2 separate regions of the Rattus norvegicus genome follow, and region 1 is linked to region 2. The links are chromatin contacts, called in public Hi-C maps. All regions are on one chromosome and are shown on one strand. Each heading gives the region's core, a stretch centred on a gene start, on an enhancer-like site or on the middle of the called end of the contact. The rest is flanking DNA. Distances are from core to core; before and after follow the strand shown. Region 1 overlaps LOC102551987 (a long non-coding RNA gene). Region 2 has its middle 44 kb from the start of Rsph3.

Region 1 (5,506 bases), core at 3,000-5,499, 130 kb before region 2:
CTGTAGTTTAACCTGGGTACCTGAGTTCAGATCCCTAACACACACATAAAAAGCCAGGCCCTGCAGCAAGCCTCTGGAACTCAGCACTAGAAGGGACAGCAAAGACTGACAGACACCCAGAACTCACTGGCAGGTCAGCTTAGCCTATCCGCAGGCCCCAGGTTCAGTGAGAGAACCCATTTCAGAATGGAGGAAGCAGCCTAGTGTTGATCTCTGGCCTTCACACACACACACACACACACACACACACACACACACACACACACACACACACACACACAAATACAGGCATATACACACAAATATAGGCATACACACACACAAACACATGCATACATACACAAACATGCATACACACACACGCATACACACACACACAAATACAGGCATACACACATACACACACAAACACATGCATACACATACACAAACACATGCATACACACATACAAACACATACATATACACACACACACACAAGAACCCTTTCATGTCGTTTTGTGTGTTTTAAAAGGAACACTGCTTCTAGACAAGCCGTCAGGCCAGGTAAGAGATTATTATTTCTGGCTTGGAGATGCCCTTTTCTTCTTGACAGCAATGAGTCTCCATGTAACAGGTGATTCTCCAGAGCGGCCTCTGCCTCCCCTGGCCACTGGTCAGAAATGGAAATGTTCAGGCCTTGCTCTGACAGACTGAATCAGAAAAGTGGCGTGCGGCTCACAAGTCACGGTTTTCATGAGCTCCCAGGTGATGCCCAAACATACTGATGTTTGAGGAAAAGTTGTTAGAAACTGATTTAGGAAAGCAATCAGACGAGGGCCAGGATTGGGGGTAACGAAGATCTTCAGTGGACATCTTCCATTGACATCCACGATGGGTGCATTCACATGTACCTTAGTCCAAATGCCTAGAAGCCAGCAGCTTCAAGAGTTACCCTGAATGCTTACCGTGAGTTCCCATGGGCTCTGAGTGGTCATGCCACAGTGAGAATTTCACAACCTGTGTTGGTTAATACACCAGTCACTTCGGTGTGGGCCACATAGGAGGCTGTGCCTGGGATAGGAAAGTTATCGAAGTTTCCATATTCCCAATGTTATTTTACTGCGGGTCTCAATCAATTCCAAAAGTTTAATACTCACACAGAAAGAAATGTATAAAAGATGTCAGAAGCAACCTCAAACTCCATCATCAATAAAGATTGTGATGGTTTGTATATGTTAAGACCCAGGGAGTGGCACTATTAGGAGGTGTGGCCTTGTCGGAATAGGTGTGTCACTGTGGGCGTGGGCTATAAGACCCTCACCCCAGCTGCCTGGGAGCCAGTCTCCTAGCAGCCTTCAGATGAAAATGTAGAACTCTCAGTTCCTCCTGCACCATGCCTGCCTGGATGCAGCCATGCTCCTGCCTTGATGATAATGGACCGAACCTCTGAACCTGTAAGCCAGTCACAATTAAATGTTGTCCTTTGTAAGAGTTGCCTTGGTCATGGTGTCTGTTCACAGCAGTGAACCCCTAACTAAGACAAAGACACATCAGAGTTAATGATCTGTAAGCATCACTTCTGACTTGATCCACGCATGGGTCACAGCCTTCCCTAGTGTCTACCCAAAGGGGCACTCACTAAATGTGCTGTTAAGCTGTAAAGCAATGTGATACACACACACGTACACACACACACACACACACACACACACACACACACACACAAACAAGCAGCAAGCTTAGAGAGAAGGAGTCACCGTGGCTCACACTTCCAGGCTGCAGGCCAGCGAGCACAAGGCAGGAACTTCAAGCAGGTCGTCACTTCACACTCGCAGTCAGGAGCAGAGAGGAATGCTTGCTGGCTCGCTTGCCCTCAGCTGGCTTCCTCGGCTGGCACAGTTTGGAATCCCTTGCCAAAGAAATGATACCGCCCACAACGGGATGGGTCTGCTGATATCGATGAACAATCAAGATAACCCCTACAATCATTCCCACAGGCCAACCAGGTCTAGATGGTTCCTCACTGGGGGGGGGTCTCTTTTCAGGTGACCCTAGCTTGTGTCTGCCTTGTTAAACTGAAAGGCATATCATGAATGTGTTTTAGTATCAGCAAGTACCATTCTACTTATAGCTTTAAGTTTATTTTCTATCCCTTTGGAAGAAAATCTTTCGGGGTTTGAGCGAGAATAGCCCCCACAGGGTCATATAGACAAATGTTTTATTCCCCATTGGTGGGCTGATTAAGGATTGGGAGGTGTGGACCTGTTGGAGGAGAAGCTGTGTCTCTGGGAGTGGGTTTTGGCTTTAATGTTTCAAAAGCCTACACCAGGCTCAATCCCTCAATTCCTCTCTCTCCCCAATTCCCTCCCTCCCCCACCCCCTCCCTCTGTCTCACTGATAAGATGTGAGCTCTCGGCTACTGCTCTGGCACCATGACTGCCTGCCTACCGCCATGCTCCCTGTTGTGACGGTCTAACCTCCTGAAACTGTAAGCCAGCCTTCGATTGAATGTCACTTTATAAGTTGCCTTTATCACGGTGTCTCTTCCCAGCAACATAAAACAAGGCAATAGCCCCTCTTGCAATCTGCACTGCCTCACACACAGCGCTGCAGGTCAGCCTCGTACCGGCTCCTTCATGACTTTAATTGAGTAGCTAATTTGCAGAATTTTTTAAATGTTTTTAAAAAAGATTATTTATTTTTTTATATGTGTACACTGTAGCTGTCTTCATACACACCAGAAGAGGGCATCAGACCTCATTACAGATGGCTGTGAGCCACCATGTGGTTGCTGGGATTGAACTCAGGACCTCTGGAAGAGCAGTCACTGCTCTTAACCACTAAGCCATCTCTCCAGCCCAATCTGCAAATCTTGTACACAGATTGGATGGTCCAAGCTCCACATGGGAGTCCAGCTAGAGTTCAAACCTCTTGAGCTCTTCTGTCTTCTTCGGTGGTGGTTTGAACAGGAACGCCCCGTAAGCTCCTGGGTTTGAATGCTTGGTCACCAAGCATTGTTAGGATGTAAGGCCTTGTTGGAGTAGGCGTGGCCTTGCTAGAGGATGTGTGTCACTTGGGGAGGCGGAGGCTGAGGTTTCAGAAGCATGGCTTAGTGGTTCACTGTCTTTTCCTGCTGCCTTCTGATCCAGATGTAGAACTCTGAGCTACCTGTCCAGCACCACGTCTGCCTGCGTGCTGCCATGCTCCCGCCATGCTGAGAACGGACTAAACCTCTGAGTGTAAGCCAGCCCCATTAAATGCTTCCCTTTATAAGGCCTGCCATGGCAGTGGCATCTCTTCACAGCAGTGGGACACTAAGACCTCTTCATCCTTGCCTCTTCTCCTTTTCTCTCCCTTTCTTTCTCCGAAAAAGAACCATGCCTCCTCTTGCCTCCTGCTGACTTGGCTGTGCCCAGGGGCAGACAAGATTTTGCAGAAAGAAAATAATGATAGACTTTGTTAAATAAGTGAATAAATAACTCTCTAGTTTCTAAACTACATTCTTGTATTTTTCCCCCTTTTTCTGAGGAAAACTTGAGTCTGTCCCTGTGGGAAAGTCGCCTGTAATCCTCCCTGTACCCATTGAGCCCCAGGGCAGGTCTGTCTGACTTAGACATTACGACCAGGATTTGGGGAAGGGCGCACATTGACTGCTTCTTTGTGCAGGGAGAGGAGTCTGAGGCTGTAGCTCAGTGGTAGTGATCTGGCCCCAACACCACATGCAGGGCAAACTAACAGAAGAAAAAGGTACTGGCCGTGGTGGCAGGAGCCGGAAATCCCAGCACTTGGGAAATGGAGGCACCAGAGTCACACAGTACTGAAGGCCTGACTGGGCTACACACTGGGCAAGTTCCACACTGGCCAGGGGCCCACAGCAAAACTCACAGCTGGCAGGGTGGACAGAGAGAGAGGTGGGGAAAGAGAGAATGAGGGAGGGACGGAGGGAGGGAGGGAGGGAGGGAGGGAGGGAGGGAGGGAGGGAGGGAGGGAGGGAGAATAAAGAAGGCAGAGAAGGGGGCAAGAGAAAAAAAGAATTGGGCTGGAGATGGAGGCTCGAGGTGGGAGCAGAAGTACAGTGTGTGAGGAGGGAGGCTGCATTCTTACAGGGAGCAGCATCCTTCCCAGCTCCTTCTCATCCTGCCTGCAGTGGGGATTATATTCCATAATACCCTTTGCAGAGATGTTCACCAAACTGTGCTTCCAGAAGTCCTCAGGCCTTTTCCGTTTCTTTACAGCCTCAGACGAAACTCCGCTTCTACTGCAGTGGCTGCGGGCCACGATAAATACGTCGCCAGCAACTGCAGCTCCTCCTCGTGTTTCCGCAATCCTCGGGCCAGATTTAATCAGAAAAGCCAAATTAGCAAAACTCTCATCGAGGAAGGACTTTTCCCTGCGACCGTCTCATTTGGATGGTGCGGGTGGAAATCCCACGGAAAGAGCAACATGTGTCTGAAATTGAAAAGGGATGAAATAAATAAATCACCCTCAGACTCAAGATCCAAATCCAACCACATACTTTCCATTCCACTGTAGCAATGACAGTAATAAATGCCAAAGAGAGAGGGAGGGAGGGGAGGGGAAAGGGAAGGGAAAGGGGGAGAAGAGAGAAAGAAACAGAACAGGAAAGAGAGGGGACAGAGGGAAAGTATGGGGAGGGGCAAAGAGGAATAAGGAGGAGGGGATGGGCGAAGAGAAAAGAATAGAGACCAAGAAGTAAGGAGACAGGGAGACCTGAGAGCCAGGAAAGGAAAATGGGGAGACAATAAATAATTAGGTCACCCAATAAATAATTAGGTCACCCAAAAAATTAGGTCACCCAATAAATAATTAGGTCACCCTGGTAGTGGTTTAGGTTCGCAGGTGGCATCCTAGCCCCCCCCCCACCACACCACAGGCCTCACTTGCTCTGTGCCCCCCCCGCCCCCGTCGCTCCCTGTGGTGGAACTTTTGAACTCAGCTCTGCATCTCCCAGTCTGGATCTTCTTAGACACCTAATGGGCCCACTGAGGGTTGACAACTCTAACTCTGGGTCACTCTGGGTTACTCCTCACTTGGCTTCCAGCTCTGGCTCTGTGTCCTGTGAGAGGGAACAATGTCTTAAGCTTTGCTGGGACTCAATTCTCGGGGTCTCCCTCCAAACCCCACCCTGGTCATTTCGTACTGTGACTTGACACCAACTGCTGACCAGAGGTCAAGTCCACCCCCTCCACCACTGCAAAACTAGACTTGGCCACGTGCATCTGGTCCAGTGGCACACAGCAAAGGTGGAAGCTGAGGGACCCTGGTTCAAGCACAGTGCAGCAGAGCCTAGGTGGGTACCAGAGAACAGGTCACACCCAGCAGGCACCAGACAACACTGGACACAGTTAGAGGCACCACCTTGGACCACATAGAAACCAGCCATGGAGAGATGGCTCAGCGGTTAAGAGCACCAGCTGCTCTTCCAGAGGTCAGGGTTCAATTCCCAGCATCCACTTTGCACTCACAACTGTCTGTAATTCCAGTTCCGGGGGATACAACACCC
Region 2 (5,247 bases), core at 1,419-3,918:
TCAAGCCACACCTTCTGGGATGGAATCTACCAACGAGCAGCTAACCCTCAGCTCAGAGGACAACTTTTCTTTTCTCAAAGCTCCCCTTTGTGAAACTGGGGAAAGAACTCACCTCGTGGTTTTTTCACTGCCTATTTCTTTTATCCCAGCAAAGTTTCATTTTCTTATGTTGGCAAAAACATGAACCACATCATCCAGTTTCACCTAATTTTGATTCTATATGTTCTGCTTATTCTAGAAAGTTTGATATGTTCTCCCTTAATCTTTTATTTTTATGTATTGTGTAACAGAGTAGCCTTGGCGGTTTTCCTGAACATATCTATATGAAGCCACTCTGCGGAGCCTAAGTTTGGTTCATTTCCCATGGATAGAACCAGCAACCAGTACCCATTATTTCTGATAATTCAACTAAGCTCGAAAGTAAAATTCAAAACAAATGTCTGAAGGTATACTGATTTTTAGAAAATAAGCATTTTAAATTGTGTTAATTATAGTCTATTAATATTCATTTTTACCACCAGGGGTCAGTAAAACACTGTGTCACTGTTAACTTGAATTCAAGGTTATATGTAATTTAAGAAATTTTGGTATGCAGATCAAATTTCATCATGTACTGTGCCACAGGTTTTCAGCCATAGAGAGAGACGGAGCCTCTCACACGGGTAGGATGGAGCTGTTGTCGTTGTTTTGCCAAATAAGACAGACGCAGAAAGACAGATGCCAATTGTTAATCTTAACGTAGACTTTAGCTTTGAATGTGTGGTGTGTGTATCTGACTGTGTGTATATGTGTTTATCTGTGCGTGCGTGTGAAGTGGAAAAGGTACTAAGGGCGTGGAAGTGATCTTCAGGAGGCAAAGGGAGTGAGGGAAGGGAATGGAATATTGGAGAGAAGAGGGGAGAGGGGGACCTGCAAGATTAGGGGGGGCAGGGGCTGGGGGGAAGAGTGTGGGAGAGGAAGGACAGCACAGTGTGTAATGGCATCATTAAAATGCCATAGTGATCGAGCTTCATTGTTTTGTCTGCTGATTTAGTAACTTGGAGGGCAATTGTTTAAAAATGAATTGCTCTCCTTGGAGATCCAGACTCCCATTGAAGATTTACCTCGCTCTAACGTTATCCGCCAGTTTAATCAGGTGCCAGAGCAACTCTCATGATTGTTGCAGACTGGAATTCTGCTGTACTCAGTGACTTCAGTCTTCATCCTGACTCTGGATCCTTAACAGATGGCCATTCTGTCAGCTGCTCTTCATTAATTACCACGTCTGTCAGTCCTCTCCTTCACCTGTGGGTCCTAGCCTTCCACACTAAGTTACATCACCAGCCCTAATCTCTCCTGTTCACTCTTAAAATGAGGCTGTTTTTACCTCATGAACTAGGAAACAGTTCTTTCCTGTTCAGTTCTGTCTCCCCTGGCCCAGGCAGTGCTCTGCTTAGTCAGTCGCTTGCTCCTGACATTGTCATTAGGAGCTCTTATACCACATTAAAAGCTATCCCAGGGCACACGTAAGGCACTGCCAAAGCCTGGTACTCTTGAGTTCACACTCTGAGACCCACACAGGAGGAGGAGAGACGTGACTCCTTAGGTTGTCATCTGACCCCTCATAGGTTCTGCGGCGTAAGCATCCATGCACATATGTGTACCAGAGGAGAAAAGTTCAATGCCTTCCCATTTCTACTCTTCGTTGTAATCTTTGGAATTCTAGATTATGATTATGACCAAGGGGGCAGAATTTTATTATATCAGTGTGCAATAAACATCTCTCTTCCCTCGGTGTTCTCTCAGTGAGAGATCATTTCTCCCAGTTTTTACAACCTCTCTCCCTTAACCCTGTAACCACTACTAGGAAACTTCTACTTATCTTGGTTCTTCTCAGGTGTCTCTGAAGCCCAGATGCTATACCTGTAATCTCGCCACTTTGGAGTCCTGTAAGACCCTTATTCCCTATGAGTTAGGTAGCACCACACACATCGTCTATCTCAAGTATATACAAACACACCATATAGAGCAGCGGTTCTCAGCCTGAGGGTAATGACCCTTCCACAGAGTTTGCCTAATACCATCAGAAAACACAGATATTTACATTACAATTCATTACACTAGCAAAATTAAGTTATGAGTGGCAGTGAAAATAATTTTATGGTTGGGGAGTCCCTACAGCATGAGAAACTATAGTAAAGGGTTGCAGCATTAGGAAGGTTGAGAACCACTGGTCTAGAACATAGAAACTCAAATAATGCTGATAAGTGCAACGCCATAAAGTCCACAAACTTGAGCCTGCATACCTCCTCTACTATTTTGACTTTTGGGTAATAATTGCACAGAAGTCAAAAGATGGCATACAAGGGGAAAGTTATTGCTATGAGCACAGCATGGAGCTAACAGTCACAAGGGAGAAGGCATAGGAAGATATCTCTTGAAGTGTAAGAGTCTGGGCTAAAACAAAGCATTCCTCAGTCCTAGATTTTAATATGGCACAGGGCAGGAGTTGCCTGCCATAGGCGGGGAGCACACCACTACCACCACCTCGAATGCTAGAATAAGGACCTCTCAAATCTCCCTGTCTCGGTCTTGTTTCAGCCCCATGGCCCTGGAGACCAGCAGACTCGGGCCATAACAGCTGACAAGTAGCTTAGCAGCCGCTGAAGGAGCCAGTAGGCTCAGTGTCCCTCAGAGCCACATTCCAAAGACACTCGTCACTATTTGACTTTGGGTTAGCACCCTGGAAAAGACCATGTTTAGGGCCTGACTTTATTTGATTTGACTCAGAGTTCGCTCGTTGACAAAGGTCCTAACACCAGGGCATTGTTACTGAGTAATGTAAATCGGGTGTGAGTGCAGTGACATTTACCTAAGATGAAGGCTGTGGCGGGAACAGTGAGAGAGGCAGAGCATGTGCGTGAGCGGCCACGGGAGCTTTGGAAATGTCGACATACTCCTGGAGTCCGTATGAAGGGTAACTGCACGCCTGGGGAAGACCTGAGATGGCATGGATCACTCATTCCCGTCGAAGGCATGCCCAGCCTCTGTAGAACCTACATAGCAAAGCATGGGGGACTTAGTGACTCGCCTATGTCTTCTCTGGGGGTCAGCCAGATAGCTTGGTGGGTAAATCCCCTCACACCAGTCATCATGACCTGAGTTCAGTTCCCCAAGACGCACAGAGTGAAGGGAGAGAACTCACTCCTGCATGCTGTCTTCTGACCTCCCTCATGTGCAGTGGCATGCACTAACCCCGACACACACAAGAATGGTCTGCAGAGGGATATTTCTACTGCGGATTGTAATTGCCGACCCACGAACTTTGCTGAACAGATTCTAGTGGTCATATACAACAAAGACAATCTGACAGTATTTTAGTTATAAGGTTATTATAAAGAGTAAAATATGGACTGGAGAGATGGCTCAGTGGCTAAGAGCACTGACTGCTCTTCCAGAGGGCCTGAGTTCAATTCCCAGCAACCACATGGTGGCTCACAACCATCTGTAATGAGATCTGATGCCCTCTTCTGGTGTGTCTGAAGACAGCTACAGTGTACTTATGTAATAAATATAAATAAATCTTTTTTAAGGGTAAAATAAAAACTACAATAAAAAACTCAAAGTAGGTGTGGGACAAAAATATGTCTTCCAAAATACTATGTCACACTTACTCAGAAATGTCCAGGACTTACCAAAAGAACTTTTAACAAACATACAAAAATTGGAAAGTCTTATCCATGGAAAGGAACAAAGGTCTGTGTGCAGAAACTGTGTGAGGAAGTCCAGATTTCAGCCTACAGGAGAAAATTACTTGAATCATTTACATGTTCAAAAAATTGAAGGAAACAGTACCTGAGAACTAGTGTGTAGGAATATGGTCTCATCAAATGGCAAAATGAGTGGCAGTCAGAAGCAGTGGGGCTGAGATATAACTCAGGTGAAAAGCACTGGCTGCTGCTCAGAGGACCAGCGTTCAGTCCCCAGCCATCCACAGGGTGGTTTACAATGTTCTGCAAGGCCAGTCCCAGGAGATCTGATGCTCCTTCTGGCCTCGTTGCACACCAGGCACACATGTAAGGCAGAGATGTGCCAGCAAAGCACCCGTCAGAACCAAGTGGAAATTCTGGTGTTCAAAAGTAGATTCTGACTCAAAACCTATCGCCAAGACTTCCGTAAGCAGATTTGATCTGCAAAGAAAGAATCCCCGAAACCAGAATCAATAAGATAAAATAAATCCACTCTGGGGAACAGGAAGGAAATGAGGGAAGGCTAATGAATGGAGGCTGAGAGACCTGCCCCAAACCATCAGGCATACAAAGATGTGAACAGGGAATGTCAGACAGAAGAGTCCAGAAGAGGGTTTGAAGACACATGGCTAAAAACTTAGACGTGGTAGAAAGTACCTGCTTCCCTATCCAAGAGGCTTAGTGAGCTCTCCATGAAGACATCACATGGTGATGAGCCACAGAGTTCCAAGAGACCAGGGAAATGGTGAAGGTAGCCAGACAAGCTTGACCTATCCTGTGCACGTGCTTCTCAGATTATCAGCTGACTTCACACACTACAGCCATCATGGCGGTCAGAAGGCATGAGCATATCTGTGTGTTCAGAGAAGGACTGTGAGTCAAGAATTCTAAGGGACAGCGAGACTGCACTTCAAATGAACAAAAAATAAAACATTGCCAGATAGTAAAAACTGGATCAGTCCCAACACACCACATGGACACACAACACATATGTACACGTACTGCACACATGTACACATGCACACAAAAGGGCTGTGACTAGCAGCCCTACTCTACAAGAAATACTAATGCTGAAATGAAAAAAGTAGTAACTCAGATGCATGCACATAAAAAGCATCAATAAAAATCATACATGCGTATAAAAGACTGAGTAGCTTTAACCTTTTTTGCCACTTAAGATAGCATAATAAGGCAGACATCATAAAATTACCAGTTGGATCCTAATGTATCAAGGCAATTTTCAGATTAGCCAAGCACAGGTGGGGAGACAGGGTGATCCTAGAGGGAAATGCTCATATGCTATCAAAATTAAGCCTGTATTGGTCTAAAGTAGATTGATTCAATTAAAATGTGAACTGTAATCCCCAGAGCAGCCACTAAGAGAATAACTTCTAAAGAGAATAATAAAAAGGAAGCAAAAGCACATTGTGTGGTGGAAGACACACACTTAATACAAAAAGGGGGGCAGTAATGGAGAAACAGAAGCATAAAAACGCAGAAGAGCTGTGGAAACAGCAAA

Evidence for each region. Hi-C and Micro-C count contacts between places; a contact is called where the count stands out from the background.
Region 1: a contact with region 2 is called in a Hi-C map of the A7r5 cell line, with 6 times the contacts expected there. The contact joins two enhancer-like sites. A contact is called at or near these places in 7 of 12 Hi-C or Micro-C datasets (the A7r5 cell line, Schwann cells, hepatocytes and 3 more).

Annotation. Positions count from the first base shown.
Region 1 is chr1:49,647,399-49,652,904 of GRCr8, reverse strand. It overlaps LOC102551987 (a long non-coding RNA gene), which reads right to left. Exons shown (of 3, transcript XR_349996.5): 2 at 4,152-4,431; 3 at 2,650-3,388. Among named protein-coding and RNA genes, the nearest start is that of Tecrl2, 20 kb to the left of the region's middle. Within about 2 kb of position 4,249, at least 6 of the 93 cell types and tissues checked have an H3K27ac peak or open chromatin away from gene starts, as enhancers often do. A contact at or near this core is called in the A7r5 cell line, where this site is marked.
Region 2 is chr1:49,512,577-49,517,823 of GRCr8, reverse strand. It overlaps a transcript of Rsph3 not described here. Among named protein-coding and RNA genes, the nearest start is that of Rsph3, 44 kb to the left of the region's middle. Within about 2 kb of position 2,668, at least 4 of the 93 cell types and tissues checked have an H3K27ac peak or open chromatin away from gene starts, as enhancers often do. A contact at or near this core is called in the A7r5 cell line, where this site is marked.